Regions from separate parts of the Arachis hypogaea genome. Here all the other regions are linked to region 1. The links are chromatin contacts, called in public Hi-C maps. All regions are on one chromosome and are shown on one strand. Each heading gives the region's core, a stretch centred on a gene start, on an enhancer-like site or on the middle of the called end of the contact. The rest is flanking DNA. Distances are from core to core; before and after follow the strand shown.

What was found. A called contact is a pair of places that touch in the nucleus more often than the background predicts.
Region 2: a Hi-C map of leaf shows a contact between it and region 1, with 2.5 times the contacts expected there. The contact joins the promoter of LOC140181237 here to the enhancer-like site in region 1. A contact is called at or near these places in 2 of 8 Hi-C or Micro-C datasets (leaf and an unstated tissue).
Region 3: a Hi-C map of leaf shows a contact between it and region 1, with 2.5 times the contacts expected there. The contact joins the promoter of LOC112772789 here to the enhancer-like site in region 1. A contact is called at or near these places in 3 of 8 Hi-C or Micro-C datasets (all in leaf).

What each region holds. Positions count from the first base shown.
Region 1 is chr18:12,001,583-12,004,331 of arahy.Tifrunner.gnm2.J5K5, reverse strand. No RefSeq gene overlaps it. Among protein-coding and RNA genes, the nearest start is that of LOC140181535, 11 kb to the right of the region's middle. Within about 2 kb of position 1,376, at least 2 of the 3 cell types and tissues checked have open chromatin away from gene starts, as enhancers often do.
Region 2 is chr18:12,108,454-12,111,202 of arahy.Tifrunner.gnm2.J5K5, reverse strand. It overlaps LOC140181237 (serine/threonine-protein phosphatase 7 long form homolog), which reads right to left and starts at 1,380. Exons shown (of 6, transcript XM_072224765.1): 1 at 1,303-1,380; 2 at 402-458; 3 at 37-356. The coding sequence starts at 1,380.
Region 3 is chr18:11,915,883-11,918,631 of arahy.Tifrunner.gnm2.J5K5, reverse strand. LOC112772789 (zinc finger protein MAGPIE) reads left to right here and starts at 1,356. Exons shown (of 3, transcript XM_025817789.3): 1 at 1,356-1,805; 2 at 1,883-2,279. The coding sequence starts at 1,685.

The DNA of each region.
Region 1 (2,749 bases), core at 127-2,626:
ACTAACCTTTACTTCTGAAGCAATAGGAACAGCAACAGTCGACCAAAGACGAGAACGAAGCTTTCTCCAGAACAAGAGTATGCGAATATGAAGTTTTCATAAACGAAACAACGAAAGAGAGGGAAAGTATTTATAAACACGCTAGGGGCATAATGGTAAAAACGGAGGTAGTCATTAATGGGTGAACCGTTACCAATGCAACTGATCCCCACGTGTGGATACGCGAACTCCTAAACGGACGCGACGCTTGATTAGACGCGACTGTGGAGAAATTCAAAAATCACGTCGGTTCCGAAAATCACGTCGGTTCCTCTGCAGGTCGGTTACAATCCCGAGTTAGAATACTCGAACCCAACTCCTGAAAGAGATTGGGCTCGAGTAGGGGCACTATTCATACCCTGGCCCAACGATAAGGCCCAGGTTTAAAAGAAATGTCCAAACCAAGGAATTGGCCCTCACTTTACACCGACTTTCCCCTTAGGAGTCGGTTCCTACCACGACTTGCTCTAAGGAAGTCGGGAACGAGGATTAGCTGGCAGATAATACTAAAATAACTGCCCCTAAAATCTCTCAACCCACTTTCAGGAGTCATATCTTAACCTCCCTAAGATAAAGGGACGGTTACTCATCTTAGAAGGTGGAACTATTCCAACGGTGGTTATTGGCTCCCCACTATAAATATACTGACACCTCTCAGGTATCTCTAAGTCCCAATACTCTCTAGACCTGCTTACACCCTTGCTGACTTAGGCATCGGAGTGTCTTTGTAGGTACCACTCCCATTCGTTCACATACACAATTCGGAAGGGGCCTCCAGCGTGTGAACCTGCTCGGAAACTACCATCCTCTGACAATTGGGCCAACCAACCAACAAGTCCAGCTCACTAATCTCCGATTACCCATCGTAACATATTGTATGCAGTAAGTTTAATCTATTATTTTATTATATGTTTATAAATTTATCGTGTGCTCTAAATTTTATGTTATAATATTAATTAATATGTTGAATGATTATTATATTTTGTGATACTGCTTTAACATAGGAATAATTTTTTTATTATTTAAATATTAATAAAATATGTATATTTTTATCCAATATATTTTAGTTATATCCTAATATTTTTTATTTAAAAATTTCAAAAATACGTTGATTCCATATAATTGCACCGATCATCACACTAAAATAGAATACATGACAACATTTCGCTTTACCAATGGTTTTTTTTTCTTTTGCTCATGAATCTTACAAAAGGTTTTTAACTGGGCCATATACAAAAGGTATATAAATATCTTCCTGAACTTTTCATTGGACTGTGAGCCTGTTACGGCCTGCAAAACAATAGGCCCAGAAATTCTGTTGTGTGAGTGAGTGTATAGTGTGAGTGTGTTAAAAAAAAAAAAAAAAAAAATCGTAGTTGAAGGCTTGGTTCAAATGGTATATCATATCCCTCCCAGACAATCAAGTGAATCAACTATAAATAAAAACACCCACAAACCATTCTTTTTAGTTTCCATCCTCCTCTTCAAGATTGTTGAAAGTAGCATAGGCCTAACACAGATATCTGTATACTTCTTGCAAGTTGTATTGGGTTCAAGTTTTAACTAAGATTGGATATTATTTAAGAATTTATAATGTATATTCATGCAGTATGTGTGAGTGTGTTGTATAGATATGTGATATATGGGTGTAATGTCTAAGATTAGAGGCGGTCCAATTCACTTGACTAAAAAAAATTTGTTGAAAAAGGCATGTAAAACAAAAATATTAGTAAAATAAAAAATAAAAATTATTATCGTTAAATTTATAACTTTTTCAGCAAAGAGCTTGACGACTACAATTCGATTTTTTTTCTCATTCTGTGTTTGTTTCCCACTAAAATCGCTGGATTTCCAAATAAATATTATGATTAGCACTAGTGACGGACTCAGGAAATTTTAGGAGTGGGGACAAAAATATATATATTAAATAAGTTTTGTTAAAATATTATTAATTATATGGAGATATAAAAATTAAAAAGAGTTAGTGAACACTTTTATTCTTAAAATACTATTCATTACATATAATTTATAAAAAAATATTTTTTTTATTTCTAAAATTTAAAATTAAAATATTTTAATTAAATTATAGATAACTTATTATCCTAACTAGTCTTTTTATACACATTTAATAATAAAAGACTGAATTTACTGGCATATTAGCGCCTAATGATACATTAGTATTTATAATTTGAAATTAGAATTATATATAAATACTAAAAAAATTAAATCTTTATATAAAAAATATGTTTATATAAAATAATAAAAATATAACTTACAATTTTTTTTTTTAAAATAATTAAATTTGTTATATATTTTTTAATTTAATTTTGATATAATGTTAGATAAAAGATTTTATGTATCTGTTTAATTATATATTGTAATTAAAATATTTTTTTTATTATTTTTAAAAATAAAAAATATATTCTAAATTAGTAAATTAATCAGTTCATTTTATAAATGCAACATAGATACATATAATAGAACAAAAGATAAAAAAATAAGTAATAAGGATGAATAAATCGAGAATAAAATAAAATATATAAAGTCACGAAAAAAATAAAATATTAGATTAATACCTAAACTATAATTGTTTGAATTAAAAATTGCAATTGAAAATATCAAAAAGAGAAATAATAAGATTGAAAGATACATAGAGTCATGGAGAGCTATATAAAAAAATTGGAGAATTTAAAATTTATTTTTTGATGAA
Region 2 (2,749 bases), core at 131-2,630, 110 kb before region 1:
AATAAGTTCAGCAACATAATATGACACCTCACATACCTCTGTATACTGATTTCGTCAGTCAATTCTAAATTCTCTTTTAGATTCCGCAACCATGTCAGTTTTATGCAGCTTGATCTACAGTCCTCCTTACGAGGTGCAACCCCAAATTGAAGCAAACACTCCGCCTCCATGGCTTCAAAACTACTCATTGTCATCCCTGTGACTGGAAGACCATCTGTGGGAAGACCAAGTATTAGAGCCACATCTTCAAGAATCACGGAACATTCACCAATGGGAAGGTGAAACGTGTGTGTGTCTGGGTGCCAACGTTCGATTAGAGCATTTACCAATGCTTTCTGACACTGAACTATCCCAATCTGAGACACATGATAGAACCCGGTAATTCATAAATGCTCCTCCACCTTATCGTTGTACCGATCCAGAGGAACTGGGTGGTTACATGTCAACATTCTTAATTTCTACAAAAAAACATAACAAATTACTAGTCATATTATAATTATCAATTACTAACTTCCCATCATCAATCATTTCACTAATTCCTTATATAACTAATTCTTTTAACTTCTAAAATTATTTAATTAATCCTTAAAATTATTCATAATTACAAATAAAATTCATTACCAATACATTTATTCTTAATGAAAATTCTCAACAATATTACAACATCTTAAATAGTATCTAATACTAATTACACATTTGTTAAACATTTTCTCCTCAATAATAAAAAATATTAACAATCAGTATATGCCATCATTCGTATTCTACAAAATTTTAACATTCATATTCTAAAAACTATAAACATTGTCATAATAAAAAATCTAGCATGGCTTAATTAAAATAATCCTATTAATTATTCAACATTAACATTTTCTCACTCACAATAACAATAACAATAACATTAACATTTAAATTCTTCGATAACAGTTATAGTTACTTTTTTAAATAAACATTTAAATATCATTAACTAACAAATAATTATACTCAAAATTTATAAAAAATTAAAAAAAAATAACATTCTCTACTGAATAAGAGATCTATTTACTTCTTCTTTTATTACTACCGAAAGCTTTCCATCAATAATAATGATAATGTTTTCTTATTAATAATAATATTTCTTATTAAAAATCTGTAAAAAAAAATTTAGAAAAATCTAACAAATATTGAAAAATTAGTCATAATCCATCTATTTTTATATTTTTCAACTGCATTTCTAACAACAATTATAAAAATTAAATTCTTAATATTAATAATTATAAATATAAAAAAATTTGTAAAATTTAAAAATAATTGAAAAAAACTTACATAATCAGGATCACTGAGATAATGAATAATATGAAGCTCAGATCGATCAACATCTTTAACTTTATATTTTTTGGGCATTATTTCTTCTCCTCCACCATGCAAAGCTCAGCTTCAGAAAGGAAGAAGAAGGTGTGAGAGTGAAGTGTGAGTGATGGCTTTGGTTTTCGGATGGTGAGGGAGGGTTAAAGTTGTTTGTTTCTTCAAAAAGGGGCACCGTTCGGGGATAAAGCAGAGAGCGACGCGTGTTCAGTGCTTGACTGAACTCGGACCGTGCGATTGGTTTGAGTAGAAATCGGACGGTCCGTAACGCTATGCAACTTGGAGGGTCCGAGTTGGGCAGTGGCCTCAACAGACTACACGCTACTCGGACCGTGCGTCTTGTGACTCGCACTCGGAGGGTCCGAATTATTCCCCCTGACACCACCATTCTGTATAGCACTCCCCTCCCCCATATCAGCGCACTACACCTTCGATGGTTCTATATGTAAATTAAAAAGCGAAATAAATCTCTGTCCACTACATATAATTTAATGGGCCTTTAATAAGAGAATTTATCTTTAACATGTTACCAGGAAACAGCATTTTGGAAGCTACTAATTTTTATCTTTTGATTCTAATTAATTCAGACGTGTTACAAATACAATTTTTTTCGTTTACAAGTCATACAAGTTAAGCCAAACTCAATAAAAATGAGAATTACCGGTACGAACGTGTAAACACGTGCGCTACTCAACAGTTTTCATAGCACGCTCACTCACAAAGTCACCATTATAAAAGATGCTTCTTCTTCTTCCTCGATCAAAACCACAACCGTCAAGATTCAAACCACGTCCGAAAACTCTGAAAAATTGTCAAAATCGTCGCCAACGCTCAAGGAAATCAACAAGAAACTTCAAAATCTCCATAAAAAAAACCGAAAGATTATTTAAGGTATTGTTTCACTAATCTTCGAGGTTTTTCACTTTTTGTTTCTCATTTCGAATGCGAAACACTATATCGTCGTATTCCTGTTTGTTAAGTAGATTCATTATGTGTTCTTGGTTGAAAATAGATATTACCATTCTCGTCAAACTGTTTAATAGGTGATAACTGTTTTACGTTTTGTTTAATGTATATTTTAATGTGTTTTTGTGCATGTTTACATGTTTGGAACTGAGTTTGTATAAATAGAAACTTTCACTGTATTTCAAGTAAATTCAACTGTAACTGGTGTTGTTGTTCTTGAATTTGTACTTGTGGTTCTGGTGTCATTTTATGCATATTTGGTTGACTTGAATATCATTTTGAAATCATATAATGTCATGTAACCCAAAAAATAATAGAGGTGTATGTGATTGGTATTTGGGTGTATATGACTGATATTTGGGTGTATATCAATCGAATTGGAGTGTAATTGGTGCTATTGTTCTATACCTAGTGTAACTAGAAACAGAGTATTGTCTTGTGC
Region 3 (2,749 bases), core at 107-2,606, 86 kb after region 1:
TTTTTAAATATACTATTTTAATTCTAAAAAAAATTTAAACAAGTTCAATATTATTTCACCCTTAAATTTGATACAAATAATTTACATATTGAAGAGTTAATAGTATTTAATTTCAGTATGTAAGTAAAATCGATCTACCAATAATCACCCATATAAATTTTTCATTTGATTTTAGAATGTTGATGATTGATTATTAGAATTTGAAGTTTTGTACAAGAAAAAAATCAAAGAAAAGAAGTATTACAAGAAGATTTGAATTATGTTTTTTTAATACATAAAAAAATATATGACTTAATTAGTAATGTTATTAACATTCATTCGTTCCGTTAATTATTTGTGTCAAATATAATGATAGAATAACATTAAATTAGTTAAAATACTTTGGAACAAAAATAAAATATTTAAATATTAAAATTTAAATTAAAATCGGACTCAAATATTAAAAATTAAAATAGTATTTTATCCAAAAAAATAATAATCTATCTAGCTAGATGAAGGACCAGTATTATTTTCATGTTTCTATAGCAACTTGCTAGCTAGCTAGGTAGCTATACCTATGCACAAAATGCAACAAATTTTCTTTAATTTTCTGAAAGAGAATTATGTATTATATTACTACTGCTCTGCAGGATAACCATGTAATAAAAATTTAGGCTAAATTCTATAGTGCTTTTAATTTGATCTCTAATTTTTATTTGATTTATTTTTTATAATATTTTTATATTTTAAATTAAATATTAATTATTTAACTTTTTATTAATTAAAAATGAACTTTTAAATATCATAATAAATATCTTTTATATATTTAAAAAAGCAACTGCTCATGTATATAAAATTATTGAGAAAGTATGAGGAGCCAATGAAATATTTGTACAAGATGTACAATGAAGGTTTAGGGAGTATTAGATATATAATCATTAGTGTTACTTTTTTCCATCAGCTGAAACTTTTGGAATGAGTGGTATCATGACATGGTATTAGATTTGGGAAGATGTTTATTATCCGTAGTACTCGGATGGTTATTCTATATAGCATGAGGGATATTCATTTTGTAATTCATATAGCCTATTGTACACATTGTACAAATAAATCATTGTCTCCTTAACGGGACTCAAAATTATTTTCATACGAAAATAGTTTGATATTTTTTATTAAATTATTATTTTCACGTGAATAACCACAATTTGAAATCATATATGATGGGGTTGAGCTAGGCTAATCCTTGTAACATTTAGATAATTAATTAGAAAGAAATTGAGATTATTATGAAGGAAAAAGGTGATTGAAGGAGGGAAAAATGAGAGAAGGAAAAAGCAAAGAAATAATGGGATAATGATTCGAAATGAGGATTTAACTTTCCTCTGAGAGCTCATGATATGTGTCATGATACACCTTTAATTAATTTGGTTCTTCACTGTACATAGCCTCTTTAATTAGCTAGCTAGGTAGCTTTTCACCGCCTCCCATAGCATCTTAATATTTTATTCCACCTAAAAAGTAGATAATCAAATTCACTGTAACATCCATACATACATTATACATACAGATCCACATCTACCACCATATATTATCACCATCCTCTTCTTTAGGGTTACCTACCTATATCTTCGTATTCTCTTTGCTTTTTCTCCTATTCTCTTATATTTTCTCTATCTCTTCATAAGTCAAACTTGGAATTAAAACCATGGATGATGGAGAAGTTTCAAATGGTGCTTTCCCTCTTCATCACAACAACCAAACTCATGATCCAACTTCTAACAATCCTCCACCTTTGAAAAGGAAGAGAAACCTACCTGGAAACCCTGGTATTAATCTTTTTTCTCTCTCTTTTTTTCTTTTTCAATCATCGTCATGACGAGTATTTTATGATTATTGCATACAGATCCTGAAGCTGAAGTGATAGCCTTGTCACCCAAGACTCTGATGGCGACAAACAGGTTCGTGTGCGAGATTTGCCTAAAGGGTTTCCAAAGGGATCAGAATCTTCAACTCCATAGAAGAGGACACAACCTTCCATGGAAGCTGAAGCAGAGAACAACAAAAGAAGTAAGGAAGAGAGTGTACGTGTGCCCGGAGAAAACCTGCGTCCATAACCACCCTTCAAGGGCCTTAGGAGACTTAACAGGGATCAAGAAGCACTTCTGCAGAAAGCATGGCGAGAAGAAGTGGAAGTGTGACAAGTGCTCAAAGCGTTATGCTGTACAATCAGATTGGAAAGCACACTCCAAAACCTGTGGTACCAGGGAATACAAATGTGACTGTGGAACCATCTTTTCACGGTAACTAATATCTCATCCATTAATCACAAATTTGATGCAAAAAGTGGTAACTTGTCTAGTGTATGTAAAAAGATAAAGGGAATGGATTGAAACAAGAGAGGTAAATAAATGGTATCCTCATATGTATGAATATAAAGAGAGAAGAGAAAAAGATAGATGGAGTTAGTGGCTGTGTTTGCGCGTGCTGCTGCTTAGTGTTTTTGGCTTTTAGGACTAAAAGGTGAATATAATGGGGTCGATCCATCTTAGTGCAGATAAAAGATCGGATAGAGATCAAGATTCACACAACTTGTGACAACACAAACTTTCATTCATAACTTGTTTGAGTTTGGATTATTTATGATTTACTGAATCAACCTTTCCTTATATATGTATCTGATTACCTCTTTCTTTCTTCTTCTTTTTTCCCTTTGACTAACCTAAGATCTATAAGCTAAGATATATGAACATGTCATCATATTTATTAGTGC